3 separate regions of the Mus musculus genome follow, and regions 2 and 3 are each linked to region 1. Evidence: chromatin contacts called from public promoter capture Hi-C data. All regions are on one chromosome and are shown on one strand. The core of a region is the stretch at or near the end of the contact, and the rest is flanking DNA. Distances in the headings are between cores, read along the strand shown. Region 1 holds the start of Ltc4s (leukotriene C4 synthase). Region 2 overlaps Rnf130 (ring finger protein 130). Region 3 overlaps Rufy1 (RUN and FYVE domain containing 1).

Region 1 (4,680 bases), core at 1,085-3,584:
TAGAATCCAACACCTGAGGCTCAGCTTGAGAGGAAGGTGAGCCCCAAGTACAGAAAGGTGGGTGAGGGGTGGCTATCTCTGGAAAGAAATGTCAAGGCAGAGGTAGCTGCGCAGGCAAGGTGTTGTCTAGAAGACAGTACAGTGATAAGAACGAATCCAAGCCTGCCTATGCTGGCCTATCCAAGCCTCCCAAAGCCTGGCTGCATCTGTCTGGGGTTTGGGCTCTCCAAGCTGCGGTAAGCGACCCTCTCAGACCCAGAGAATGCAGACGGAACCGTCGTGGGAACTTTAATTAAAAACTGGGATTCGGGGGCGGGCACCCCAGCGTTTTGTTCGAAGATCTCCAGTTCTGCTGATTCGGAGGGCCTTCGCCTCAGGCCATCGGCAGGAGCATCTGGAGCCATCTGAAGAGCGCAGTCCGTAGCGTGCCGGGGAGGAAGTGGACTAGCAAGCCCAGTGCAGCCATCGCCACCAGCAGCCAGAGTGCGCGCGCGCTCGCGTATAGGGGAGTCAGCCTGCGGGTGGCGCTCAGCGGGAGCGGAGCCAAGCCCCCCCCGCCTCCACACAAGGCCCCGCCCCCTCCATGCTAGGACTGCCCCCAGGCCTAGGCCCTCCCCCTCCAGACTAGGCCTGCCCCGCAGGCTCAAGCCCCTCCCACTCCGGGCTACACCGGCTCGCTAGGGCTAGGTCCGCCCACCCGCTGTCCCCAGATCTCTTTCCATGGGTCCCCTGTGGCCGATCGCCGCCTCCCACCCTTTGAGCGGCGTTGGGGAGCGACCCTCCCCTGCAGTGCTTTCCCGGAAGTCCGGCCAGAGTTACCTGAGTTGCGCTGAGCGCGCGTATCCCTGGAAATAGCGGAGGCGCGCGAACAGGTAGAACAGTCCGCACAGGGCTGCGGCTCCTGCGAGAGTCGATGCAAGGCGACGCGGTGAGCACGAGCTCCCGCCATCCGGGATCACCCCCACCCCCGAAGTGTGCCCCCACGCTGCCCCGCACCTTCGTGGAAGAAGATGCCGGCGACCCAGAGTGTGGCGAGGAACAGCGGAAAGTACTCGCTGCAGTTTACCCTGCGAGGGGTAGGCTGGGTGAGCGCGTGGTTCACCTTGGCTGACACCCGAACCCGCCCGGACCCGCCGCGCTCACTGGGCTCGGAAGACGCGCTCGAACTCGGGAGGGCCAGAGGTGAGCGGCGGCGACACGTGGAAAGCCCTTCGTGCAGAGATCACCTGTAGGGAGAAGTAGGCTGCGGCCGTGGGGGTGTGGGAGTCAGGTGTGGTGCTCCGCAGATCTGGAGCGGGATCCGTCCCTTAGTTCCCCTCTCCTTGCCTCTCACTGAGCGACTCTCTTCTAATGCCCTTCTCCCACCTGCCCCATCAGTGGTGTTCAATGGAGAGGCCCTGTAGGCCTGAGGGTTGATTGACTAGGGTGATGCGCGGCTGAAACACCTGCCGGTGGGAGGAACCTTAGAAGACTTTACTCCTGAACGATTTGACTTGCAAAGCACAGGCAAATGCCTACCTCCCGTTCTGCAGGTCTGGACCCCCTGCGTAGGCAATGGACCAGGGCAAAATTGGCTGTATTCTTTAAGGAACAAGGAAGCACACGTTCTGTGGCTAAGGGACCCTGGTTTCCCCTCTACAGAATCAGCCAGAAGGGACTCTGCCACAAGCCAGAGTCAGTCTAGCTTGGGTCTCAGTACCACCACACAATAGCATAAATTCTTGTCTCAGTTTCTGTTTAGACATCATGGACCCAGCCTTAAATCTGGCAGATACTGTGCTCCAGATGCGTGGAGTTGGGACTCTCCCAACCTAAGCCCATAGCTATTCCACTAGTCACTGTATTGCACTCCCAAACAGATACCAGCTCCCACCACAAGGCAGGCACCTCAAGTGGCCCCTCAGCAGGGTGGCCATCCTTCACCTGGTCCTCCCCTGTAGACACTCCTTAGAGAGTGTCTATACCTGCTCCAGGGAAGTGGGGACTTCTCAGCTGGAACTTTGGCCCTCCAACAGTTCTTGAATTGCTTGGACCTTGGTACCAGGAGGCTAGCCTAGAAGCCTCCTGTCCTTCTCCTGAGCCTGGGCCTGCCAGCACCCCAATTCCCTACCCCAGGAGCCTGAAGAGAGCAGACTACAGGATGTAAGATCCACCCACCTCCCAGACAGGAGCCAGCCCACCTTGCAACAGAACTCCCACGAGGGTGACGGTAGCCAGAAGAGCCACTTCGTCCTTCATGTTGCCAGCCACAGGCAGAATTAGCTTTGGTGTTCTTCTTATCGCCCAGTGTGCTACTCAGACGCTGGCCCAGGAGAGGAAGAGCCTCGGCGCTCTCCACCCCTTTGCAGTAGAGGCGGGGAGGGGTGGGGATATGACTGTATCCACAAAGGCAGGGAGCCTGGCCAGGCTGGGAAGGTAGAAACCAGTGCTGTGGACAGCTTGACCACTTCCTTCCAGTTGTTCCTGGCCTTTCCGTGCTTAGTCCTGTGGTGGCGGAACTCATGCTGCTCACCCAGGCTCCCTCTGACTGCTCACCCATGCCCCCTCTAGCCTTGTGTGTTTCCAGCTACCATATCATCTAGACCCTGCATCCTTGGTAGTTTCCCACTGGCCTTTCAGACTTCCCCTTCATCCAGGGTTTACCCTAGGCTCTGGGCTCCTGGACTCCCACCCCTGACTTCCCCTACCCCAGTGATGACTGGGTCTGTATTCCCATCCAGGGCTACTCTGTAATGTCTAGTGCTGACACACCCTTCCCAACTCCCTATGGCTTCATAATGTCCAGGTGTCCCCAGCCACAATGGACCTACCCATGTTCTTCTTCCTCCTTGGCATCCTGAGGCCCATCCCCCTCAGAGCCCCAAAGGCTCATGAATGATATTTTTTATCCTTGGTTATGGGGAAATACTTGTCTCTAGGCTGGTGTATTTGCCCAGCATCCTACTTGGCTCCAGGCACTGACCCTTCCCTTCCTTAGCCTAGTCCTTTCCACACCAGACAAAGCTGACAACTCCCCACCACTGCCACACTTGTGGTGTAGTCATGTGTGCCGATGTTGACAGAAGAGAGACCCAGTTCTGGAAACTTCCATTAGCAGTCTGGGAAAGGAAGCTTAAGAGTACAGAAGCTGAGAAACTCTTGTTGTCGAGCCCTGGGGGCCACCTTGTGTGGTGTGTGCTCCTGGACTGTTCTTCCTTGTGAAATAGCCACTTCTCTTTTCCGATGAAGCTGGTTTGAGGTAGATTTGGTCAGCAGTGGCAAAATCCAGATCCATCTGGAAGAGTGGACGGAGCCATAGGTGAAGGGCGTGAACCAGCACAGGACAGGAGAGGAGCGTGTACTGGGGAACTAACAGGTCCTAGGCCACACTCCTGTCCCTGCAGCCAGCTTGGCCATATCATGGGTGTCATAAGACAGGGTCACCCTTGGGAGCTTCTGCTTCCCCACAGCCAGCCTCCGTCCTCGTTGCCTGAGGCCTTGGTCCCTGTGGACTCCCCAGAACCCCTTCGGTCTCTTTGTTCATTATTGCCCTCAGAAGATCTGAGGCCTACCTGCTGGGGCTCTGCAGGTTTCTCAAGATCACAGTTGGGTCAACGCTGGTCCTTGCATTACACCAACGTGTAATAGCAGTAGCTGGTGCTCTGAACTCAAGGAATGGTCAGGACACAGGCGTTCCAGGGCAAGATGGGCCTGCACCATGCCAATGCTTGGGTTCCAAACTTCAGGAGGCTGCAGTTGGGGCAGCTTCCGGGAGGGAAGGCATTGAAAAGGCAGAACAGGGCTGGTGAGATGGCTCAGTGGGTAAGAGCACCCGACTGCTATCTGAAGGTCCAGAGTTCAAATCCCAGCAACCACATGGTGGCTCACAACCATCCGTAACGAGATCTGACTCCCTCTTCTGGTGTGTCTGAGGACAGCTACAGTGTACTTACATATAATAATAAATGAGTCTTTAAAAAAAAAAAAAAAAAAAAGAAAAGGCAGAACATAGGATACAGGCAGGCCATGCTCCTATATGCCCATGTGGATAGTGTGCCTGTCTGCGTGCCTGTCAGCAAATGAACATCTCTGCGTGTCTCTGCGGTGAGCGTGGGTGCTCGCCGGTGCAGGCTACAGACAAGTCTATGTCTTGTGTTACTTCAGGCTCTGCTCTGCCAACCTTACATTTCCTCTCAGGCCCATGTGTCCTCCCATCAAAGTTCATTCTCTCTGGCCTGGCCACAGGAAACAGAGGCTTGATATCAGCAACTTCTCAGGAAGTCCCTGAGCAGATGTTCAGGGCAGGGACAAGGGGCTTGGTCTTTGACTCCCTCCCTGCATCCTTTGATTCTTCTCCTTGTACTTGGTTTGCCTAGCTTCTAAGGGCTCCACTGGACCTGCCCACCCTCTGACCAAAGAGCCAGTCCTGCAGGCACCAGCATCTTCTTCCCTGAGCTCTGCATGGTATACCTTTGCTGGCTCAATCCTTAAATGGCTCTGAGGAACCTTCTGGATGCTGAGTTCATGGTTAAACTCTGACCCGGTGGAAAGGTCAGTGGACCATGAGGGTAGAGAGAAAACATTGCTACTGTACTGGACATCAGCCACAGTGCACTGTCAGGCCCTTGACTCTAAGCTGTAAGTAAAAGGTATATTGTGTGCCCATGATCCCTGCACATAGGAGGCTGGGGCAGGAGGATG
Region 2 (4,680 bases), core at 1,183-3,682, 200 kb before region 1:
GTATGCATTGTACTTAGAAATAATAGGTACTCAGTTTTCTTTGGTACAAGCTGACATCTTAAGGCCAGTACTTAGGTTAGCTGGGAGCTGGGCGTGGTGGCGCAGGTCTTTTAATCCCAGCACTCGGGAGGCAGAGGCAGGTGGATTTCTGAGTTCGAGGCCAGCCTGGTCTACAAAGTGAGTTCCAGGACAGCCAGGGATACACAGAGAAACCCTGTCTCAAACAAACAAACAAACAAACAAACAAAAGCAACAACAAAACCCCCAGCTGGACTAAACCTATATTTCTAGCTTCATGGTGACGTTTAGCTTTTTGCCTTTCTTTTCCAAATTTGATTTAAAAAAAAAAATCCTTCATCATAGCTAAAGAGAGCAGATTTCACAAGTTGAAGTATTAGCTCTGTCAGTTTCTTTTTGTGTTTCTTTGCATTGCTTTTTAAAGCTATTTGTTAGTTTATTGAAAGTCATTTTAGCTTAAAAAATATGATATAAGTAGTTCATGCCATTTTACAACACTATAATACCTTTTATTCAGGGCACCTCTCATGTATATGGAACCATCTAAGATGAAAATTCAGAAAAAGCAACTAATGTTGATAGTTAAATTAAATGCTGATAGCAATTTCTTATTACCAATTACTGAAACAGTAACTTTTACAAATTTTGTAATATTTAGATGTACAAAGTCAATATATCAAAAGCAAACCAAAAAGGCAGTTGTACTTTTTGTATGCTAGGATCAGTTAGACAATGAAAATTTTAAAATACCATTTAAAAACATAGTATTGGTGGTAAAAACTACAAACCATTTTGTAAGAAAGGAGATGAAGTAAACAATGTTTTTCATATTCATGGATTCAGAGACAGTATTCTATTTATTTATTAATGTTTGTTGTTGTTTTTTTTTTTAAAGACAAGGTTTCTCTAGTAGTGACTGTTCTGGGAAGGAAGTGCTATGTAGACCAGACTAGCCTAAAACTCACAGAAATCAACCTGCCTCTGCCTCCCAAGTGCTGGGATTAAAGGTGTGCGCCATCACTGCCTGGCAGCAGAGCAGAGAGTATTCTTAATATAGCACTACTCTGAATTGACCTATACAACCCTATAAAAATTACGTGGTGTTTTTGTTTGCTGCTCCTCTTCCTCTTCCTCTTCTTTTTCCTCCTCCTCCTCCTCCTCCCCCTCCTTCTTCTTCTTCGTTTTAGAGACATTGATAAATGGCCCCTAAAACTCACATGATAACATAAGGGACATAATAAAAAGTCTTGAAAAAGAACAAAAAAGTTCTGGGCTTGGGAGATGGTTCAGTCAGTAGCATCTGCTGCACAGTGTAGTGGCTCCTGCTGTGGGTGGGCCATGCAGAGGGTGGGCCTTGTGCTAGACTTTCTATTTATTGATAGTTCCTTGAAAGACACTGATATAAAAGTATGCTTCCCCCCTCTTTGAGAGGTACTTTCAGAGATAAGTTAAGACCTACCTCAACAAGTGTCTTTGATCATTTTGTACATAAATGTTTGCCTTTTTTTCTGTGTTCATTGCTATATAGACAGCTTGGATTATGAAAACTTGAAACTGCCTCTTGTATGATTTCCTCTACTGTGACTGAGTTTATGGCTGTTCTCTTTCCCTGTTTCTTCCCTACCTCCTGTCTTAGCTACTCAGCTTAAACATTTCTTAACAAGTGTCTTCGGCCTTGTTAGGGTCAGCTATACAGCTCCTAGCTTGTTTCTTGTACCTGATGTTATTGGACCCAATAGTCCAGTCTTTGTCAGTCTGGTCAAGTTCTAGGACTAATGGTACTAGAATAAAGAGATGATTTAAAAATAAAACAAAGGCCGGGCGGTGGTGGCGGACGCCTTTAATCCCAGCACTTGGGAGGCAGAGGCAGGCGGATTTCTGAGTTTGAGGCCAGCCTGGTCTACAAAGTGAGTTCCAGGACAGCCAGGGCAACACAGAGAAACCCTGCCTCGGAAAAAAAAGAAAAAAGAAAAGAAAAAAATTTTAGCCGGGTGTGGTGGCACACGCCTTTAATCCCAGTTCTGCGTTCGAGACCAGCCTGGTCTACAAAGTGAGTTCCAGGACAGCCAAGGCTATACAGAGAAACCCTGTCTTGGAAAAAAAATAATAATAATAAAATAAAAATAATAAAAATAAATAAATAAAGCAAAAGTGCACCCATATTCTCTATATGTCTGCCCAAGGGTTAATGTCTTGGATACTGTTCTGAATTATGGCGATAGGGTCTTGTTATGTAGCCCAAGCTAGCTTTGACCCCTGGGTTCAAATGATTCTCCTACCTTACTGTCCAGAGATTCTGGGTCTGCAGTCTTACTACACTGCACTCAGCTTCCTCTGAATTGTATTGTAACTGTTGTTTGAGACAGAGCCTCACCACGTAGCCCAGGCTGACTAGAATTTGACAAATCTCTCTCAGCCTGCTTAGTGCTTCAACTCCTAACACCTGTCACTGCCTAGCTTTGCTCTGGATTCTTGGTGGTGTCCTAGATCCCTGTGTGCAGCAGCATTATTGAGTCAGTCATTAACTTTGGTTGGTCTTGTGGCAGACAAAACCAGAAGGCTCTGTTGACTGAGCTGGGTCTCTAGATATTCACTTCCTGACTTTTAACAGGGAATTCAATTGCATGTGTTTAAGTAGATGATTCGGTTGACTAGGAACTCAGTGCCAGAAGATAACCCAAGAGGAAGTACAAATTCATAGCGAAATATCTAGCAGGCAGTTGAATGATAAGTGCTAAATTTCAAGAGAGGTTTAGACTTACATATTATTGTCATGTAGGTGACTTCTTGCTGAGAAAAGTGAGCAGTGGACAGAACCTTGGAAAATGAGGAGTGGTGAGAGACAAGTAGAAAGCATGATGAATAGGAGCCAAGTAAAGAAAGGGCCTGAAGAGTCATATTCAATACTGAAATCCTTTCTTGGAATAGGCAGTAAGGTAGTTTAAATACTTAACACTTTTGTTGTGCTCTGGTACCACTTTTGTCTGAGACTGAGCTACCATTTTTACTTGCTTGGATTTATAGCATTGCTCTTGAATGAGATATTTGTTACATCAGTTGTAATAAAAATTATTTTTGAGCATGACTTTTCATGTAAAGTGATTTGTATTAGCCATCATTTAAAATTGCTTTTAAGATGCTTTTTATTATGCCATGGAGAACATCCAACAAATATGTTTGAGTTCTAAGGATGTGAAAAATAATCAAAATCCATTTGAGATGTTCAGTAACTAAGTACAGAAGACAAATGATAATGGATAGCTATTGACAGCTCAACTTGCTGACAGTCGGGCTGTGCATGACTCTTCTTGCAGTGCTGTCCCATACAGCTAGCACTGTAAGTGTGCAGAAGATATTATGTTGCCTCCTTTAAAATCCTGAATAAAAAGAAAATAACTTTTGACATATTTCTTTAGGACATGGCCAAAAAAGTAAAAATTGCCATTTAGGAAAATAAATTATGTACTTTTTAAAACATTATATTCAAAAGTAAAAAGTGAGTAGAATAATATTCAAGAGACTACATAGTTTGAATATTTTGTTAAAAATAAAGCTAGAGGATAATTGAAAGGAGCTTTGAATTTTTAATTAGTTTTATTTAACATTTAAACCGATAACACATTCAAGAATGGGAATAACAGAAATGTTCTTAGATATGAAAATGCAACTTTACTATAACATTTTCCTTAGAAGAATTTCCGAGGGATGGAGACTACTGATGGAAGGTGAGATGTGAGGAGGGTGTATATCCATCCACCCACCCATCCATCCACCCACCCATCCATCCACCCATCCATCCATCCATCCATCCATCCATCCATCTACTTCCTGGGTGCAGGGGTGCTGAAATACTGGTTTTACATTGTTACCAGCATTTCTGTGTGAGTGTTTTTGGATGATGTTAACACCTGAACTCCTAAATTAGTAAAACTGATAGTTCTTCTGTAGGCTTGTAAAGAACAGAAAAGTCTACCTTTTCCCTGTGTACTGGCTAGTTTTGTGTCAACTTGACACAGCTGGAGTCATCACAGAGAAAGGAGCTTCAGTTGGGGAAATGCCTCCCCGAGATCCAGCTGTAAGGCATTTTCTTAATTAGTGATTAAGCGGGGGAGGTCCTCTTGTGGGTGGGACCATCTCTGGGCTGGTAGTCTTGGGTTCTATAAAAGAGCAGGCTGAGCAAGCCAGAAGAAGCAAGCCAGTAATGAACATCCCTCCATGGCCTCTGCATCAGCTGCTGCTCTCTGACCTGCTTGAGTTCCAGTCCTGACTTCCTTTGGAATTGAACAGCAATGTGAAAAGTATAAGCTGAATAAACTCTTTCCTCCCCAACTTTCTTCTTGGTCATGATGTTTTGTCCAGGAATAGAAACCCTGACTAAGACACCCTGGTAAGAGCATTCTTCTTACCTGCCTTCTGCATGCTTGCCTCCTTATCTGCTTTTGGCTTCAACCTACTTCAGTCGGAATCTCTGGGTCAGTGAGATATAGAAATAACCCTTCCCTCAAATATATCACGTAGGTTCCTTACTTCTGTGTTGCTTACTCGGTGTTCATCTCTTCTCTCACCCTCTACCCCTTGACTAGATGTCACATTAAAGCTCATGGTGCCTGGAAGTAGATGGCTCAATTAAATAGGATGTCTAGGGGTTCGTGGTTTAGCTCA
Region 3 (4,680 bases), core at 1,032-3,531, 170 kb after region 1:
GCCTGGCTGACTGACTGACTTATCAAGGCTGCTGTAACCCCAGAGGGTAGCCAAGGAAGAATGGTGACCCCAAGTTGTCTGTACTTCTCAGTGGGACACTATCTCTAGGCCAAAGTACGCTCAGAACCTTCTAGAGACGGCATGTCTACCAGGGAAGGGTTACCTTTCCTCCATTTGCTTCATGCTGGACATCACCTGAGTGGTTTTTCCTTCAAAAGATGCGATGGCTTCATTCTTCTGCTGTAAACTGCTCTCTGCACTCTACCAAAGCAAGGAGAGGAGGTTGTAAGCTGCCCACTTTTCCACATCTCTGCATGACATACAGGGCTCACTGTTAACACATATTCTACGACACTCTCAAGAGTATTTGATTAATGGCTGTTCTTCCCTAGAGCCCAGAAGACAAACCAGGTCAAGGCTCCAGCTCTGCCAATGGAAGAAGAGCAGAGGCAGGTACTGGGGTTGGCTTCCTGGAGTCAGTGTGAACTCTGATCCTGAGTAGCATCATAGCCTGGGCATACTTGCCAGTTCATGTGACCCCTTGAAGGTTCTCAAGGGAGGTCTTGTCAGCCTCGGTTTCCTATCAAGCAAGGGAGGCTCAGAAGAGAAGAGACTGCCGGGGACTGAAGAGCCAGCCCGAGGCAGGGCAAGTCCTCAGCCATGTCCGTGAGACGCACTGTGTCCCAGTTTTAATCAGAACAGGTACCCAGTACCAGGAAGCAACACTCTGAAGTCACAAAAGACACTGTAAAATGACAGGCTACTGAGAGGCTGCTGTGGAAGGAAGTCCTAAGGAACACAGATGGTGCTCTTGGATGGACTCTTCCACTAAGAAAATCACCGAAGAAAACAAGATGAAACAGCACACTAAGTGTAATTCAGCTCAAAGAGAGAGCTCCAGAGGAAATGCAGAAAAGACAGCGTAACAAGGGCGAGGGTGACCAGCCTTATCAATAACACTTCAGACCCCATCGTGAGGTGGTTGCCACATGATCAACCCTGATGCCACCTTGGTATTCTACAGCTTACTTCAGCTCAGTTTTGCTAGCAGCCTGCAGAGTTAATGAGGATGCCACAGGTGAATGCACTCCCCAAGACTGCCCCCCTCCTTGCCTCAGGGGAGGTCTAAGAGTTACTACCTGCCTATGCCACTGTTGGCACTGCTGATCAGTAGGACAGACACGATGGTCAAGATGGGAGTGCTGCTCTAAGGCCAGAGGCTGCACACATGATGGGTTGGCCCTGTCAGGGCTGATGTGACAAGGCTGGAAAGTTGGTGGTTCTTGCTAGTTATGCAAAGCAGTTAGTATAACCCTGTCACCCTAACTGGGAAGACAGTTAGTGACAGTACTGCTACCGCTCCAGGAGAGGTGCCTGGGGGGTAAGAGTGCCAGCAGCTGTCAGTGCTCTGTGCTGCTTGAGCAAGGTTCTGAAAGAAGGGCAGAGTCCAGGACAAAGCTGGCTAGTTTGCAGAGAGACATACCACACATCCAGAGAAAGGGGCTAGATGAGCAACTTCTCTTGACCCTCCAACGTAGAACACTAAGTATTAGTAGGCCGGGCACAGAGGCACATCCCTGTAATCCCAGCACTTGGGAGGCAGAGGCAAGCCTGGTCTACATACAGAGTTCCAGTACAGCCAGGTATATATAACAACAAAACAAAACAAAACAAAACAAAACAAAACAAACAAACACACACACACACACACTGGCCATAAAAGCCCTGTTAAGTCAGCTCATGCAGGCTGGAGGAATGGATCATGGGTAGAGCATACGTGCGGCCCCATGTAGTGAAACTCAGACCCCAGTCTCTTCTACGTAAGGCTAGGATTTTGGATGATCAGTCATTAATAAAGCAGAGAGACACAGGCACAGGCGTAGACTCAAACCCTGACACAGTCATGCAAAGCCGTGATCAAGAGGAAGAAGTGCATTCACTGAAGTGACCTGAGCCTGTGACAGAGGTGACAGGACTGCCAACGAGCCAAGAATCTGCTAGAGAAATACTTAGGAATACGGCTCCTATTATGAATGCCAGGCTAGCAAACTGACACCAGTCAGAGGCTGGTCACCAAAGCTGTTTATCTTCAAGAACTCCTTCAAAACATGGCCAAGGACGTTTGGGTCTGTGGTCTGTCTGGGCGGTCCCTACTCAGACAGAGTGCTTGCCTCTTTTCCAAGCGGGTCCTCTACACTGCATGCTCTGTTTCTACCTCATCGACATAGGCTGTGATGGGCCAATGTGAGACGGACAGTTGGCTTCCAGCTCATGGGTCATGTGGGCTGCTGGAGAGTTCCTGGCTGCCAGCCAGAGTCTGTGGCCCTGAGAAGGATTCGGAATCTGGATAGAACTTCCCAGAAGCATTCTTGGGGCTAACTAGAGACAGACAATTATGTGCCCACCAACAAACATTCTCTCTCTCTCACCAGGCTGCAGCCCAGAAAAGAGGGAGTTCCTAGAGTCCTGCAGCTACGACGATCAACATCCCCCACAGAGCACACCAGAGGCAATGTGTACAGCCTCCATCTCGGCTGGAGACAGGACAGGTCTGGCTGGCTCTAGATGGCTCCTTTTTCTCTTCCCTCTCAGAGGCACAAGTGCAAAGCTGCTGAGGTCTCTGAGTGACTGCCAAGAGCAAGGTCTGAAGGGCTCGCCCTGTTACAGAGAAACTTCCATGCTCCATGGCAGTCTACTAGATTACTGGAGCACTTTCCCTAACACACACTATTATGTCTCCTCATGAGCCAAAACCTGAAAAAGAATGTAAAATCTTAAAACAGATGGTTCGTCAGGAGGTCCCGGCATCCACACTGGGCAGCTCACAAATGCTCTAAGGAGTCTGAGGTATCTGGCCTTCTCAGGTACATGCACACATGAGTACATACACTCACACAGACACACATGTAAATACAAACATAAAAATAAACCTTAAAAACAAATATATACAGCAGACACAGCAGTGTATACCCCAGCATCCAGAGGCAGAGGCAGGTGGAACTCTGGGTTTGAGGTTAGCCTGGTTTATGTTGTGAGTTCCAGGGCAGTCAGAGCTACCCATGAGACCCTACACTACAATAACATAGGGGTTGAGGATTAGGCTTGTCTGCACATTGTAGGAAGGAAGATAACACTGGAAGACATCAGTGTGTGTGTGACAGCCTGAGGCCAGCTCTCACCTGAACTTTGTGAAACATCTGTAAGTTAATAGCTTTGACTTCCTCCAGCTGCTGGCGGAGGGCAACGAGCGTGTCTTGCTTCTCATGGGTGTCCTTCTCCAGCAACTTCATGGCGATCTCCATCTCCGTCTTCATTCCAATCTGCAACTCCAGCTCCTTTTCCAGTTCCTTTAAAGACATGTACAAGGAGAAGCAAAGGAGGAGAAAGGTCTGATGGGATTCATTCATTCATTCTCTCCTCCCTCCCTTTCTCCTTTCCTCTGCTCCCATGCCCAGTCCCCTTCCCTTTCCTCCTTTCTTCCTCTCTTCTCCCTCTTCTCAGTTTGGAAAGAATCTAACTGTGCAACCTAGGCTGGCCTTTAACTCGTAATCCTCCTGCCTCCGCTCCTGAGTTATTAGGAGTACAGCACCACCACACCTGGCTCTTTGCCCCTCTTTTCTTTCTTTCTTTTTTAAAAGATTTATTTATTATTATACATAAGCACACTGTAGCTGACTTCAGACACACTAGAAGAGGGTGTCTGCTCTCAATATGGGTGATTGTGAGCCACCATGTGGTTGCTGGGATTTGAACTCAGGACCTTTAGTAGAGCAGTCGGTGCTCTTACCCACTGAGCCAGCTCACCAGCCCTGCCCCTCTTTTCTTATGGTGGAGTGAAAGCTGGCTCTGTATCTAGTCAATGTCCGGGTGATCCTTTTGTGCACCATGTAAAGGTTGTCTTTGTAGTATTCAAGTGCTGGTTTATGGACTGCAGAGATCTGATTACAGGCAGCTGCATCCTGTCTTGTAAACTCTAATACCTTCCGATTGGTTTAATAAAGAGCTGATGGCCTATAGCAGAGGAGGAGAGAACAGGCAGGACTTCCAGCAGAGATAAGGACTCTGGGAAAGAGCCAGGCTCAGGTAGAAATTGTAACAAGCCATGTACAGAATGTAAATAAATATAAATGGGTTAACTTAAGTTATAAGAGCTAGTTGGGAGCTAGCCTAAGCTAAGGCCTGATCTTTCATGTGGGGGTGGAGAGATGGCTCAGCGGTTAAGACCACTGGCTGCTCTTGCAGAGGTCCTGAGTTCAATTCCCAGCAACCACATGGTGGCTCACAACCATCTGTAATGGGAACTGGTGCTCTCTTCTGGTGTGTCTGAAGACAGGTACAGTGTACTCACATACTTTAAATAAATAAATAAATACGAGGCCAGCCTGGGCTACAAAGTGAGTTCCAGGACAGCCAGGGCTACACTGAGAAACCCTGTCTCGAAAAACCAAAAAGAAAAAAAAAAATCTTAAAAAAAAAGTCTCCATGTCATTCCGTGAGAAGCTGGTGGGTTGAGACAATCCAGAGATCTTTGGCCCTCAACGCTGGGTGGTACACACTGACTTGGCAACATGAGCCTCGAGTTCTAGAAGCCAGGTCGTCTCAAACTAGAAAACAGAACCCATGGCCTGCAGGATCGCTTAGCTTGTGACTGAGTACCAGGAGACCTCAGGGAATAAGACT

The links. Promoter capture Hi-C pulls out the DNA fragments that hold promoters and counts their contacts.
Region 2: a promoter capture Hi-C map of liver shows a contact between it and region 1, with 2.5 times the contacts expected there. The contact joins the enhancer-like site here to the promoter of Ltc4s in region 1. A contact is called at or near these places in 2 of 39 promoter capture datasets (cranial neural crest and liver), 2 of 484 Hi-C or Micro-C datasets (the G1E-ER4 cell line and muscle stem cells), 1 of 115 datasets of contacts at active chromatin or transcription factors (bone marrow-derived macrophages) and 3 of 9 other capture datasets (adipose tissue, liver and pancreatic islet).
Region 3: a promoter capture Hi-C map of neural stem cells shows a contact between it and region 1. The contact joins the enhancer-like site here to the promoter of Ltc4s in region 1. A contact is called at or near these places in 6 of 39 promoter capture datasets (the C10 cell line, the HPC-7 cell line, fetal liver and 2 more), 3 of 115 datasets of contacts at active chromatin or transcription factors (bone marrow-derived macrophages and embryonic stem cells) and 3 of 9 other capture datasets (adipose tissue, liver and pancreatic islet).

Annotation. Positions count from the first base shown.
Region 1 is chr11:50,236,198-50,240,877 of GRCm38.p6, forward strand. It overlaps Ltc4s (leukotriene C4 synthase), which reads right to left and starts at 2,335. Exons shown (of 5, transcript NM_008521.2): 1 at 2,181-2,335; 2 at 1,144-1,243; 3 at 997-1,067; 4 at 820-901; 5 at 264-515. The coding sequence starts at 2,238. The coding sequence ends at 374.
Region 2 is chr11:50,040,184-50,044,863 of GRCm38.p6, forward strand. The region is part of intron 1 of Rnf130 (ring finger protein 130); the gene reads left to right. Among named protein-coding and RNA genes, the nearest start is that of Rnf130, 17 kb to the left of the region's middle. Within about 2 kb of position 2,433, at least 28 of the 459 cell types and tissues checked have an H3K27ac peak or open chromatin away from gene starts, as enhancers often do. A contact at or near this core is called in the G1E-ER4 cell line, bone marrow-derived macrophages, liver and 1 more, where this site is marked.
Region 3 is chr11:50,401,275-50,405,954 of GRCm38.p6, forward strand. Rufy1 (RUN and FYVE domain containing 1) reads right to left here. Exons shown (of 18, transcript NM_172557.3): 11 at 3,180-3,347; 12 at 164-261. Among named protein-coding and RNA genes, the nearest start is that of Hnrnph1, 26 kb to the left of the region's middle. Within about 2 kb of position 2,282, at least 30 of the 459 cell types and tissues checked have an H3K27ac peak or open chromatin away from gene starts, as enhancers often do. A contact at or near this core is called in neural stem cells, where this site is marked.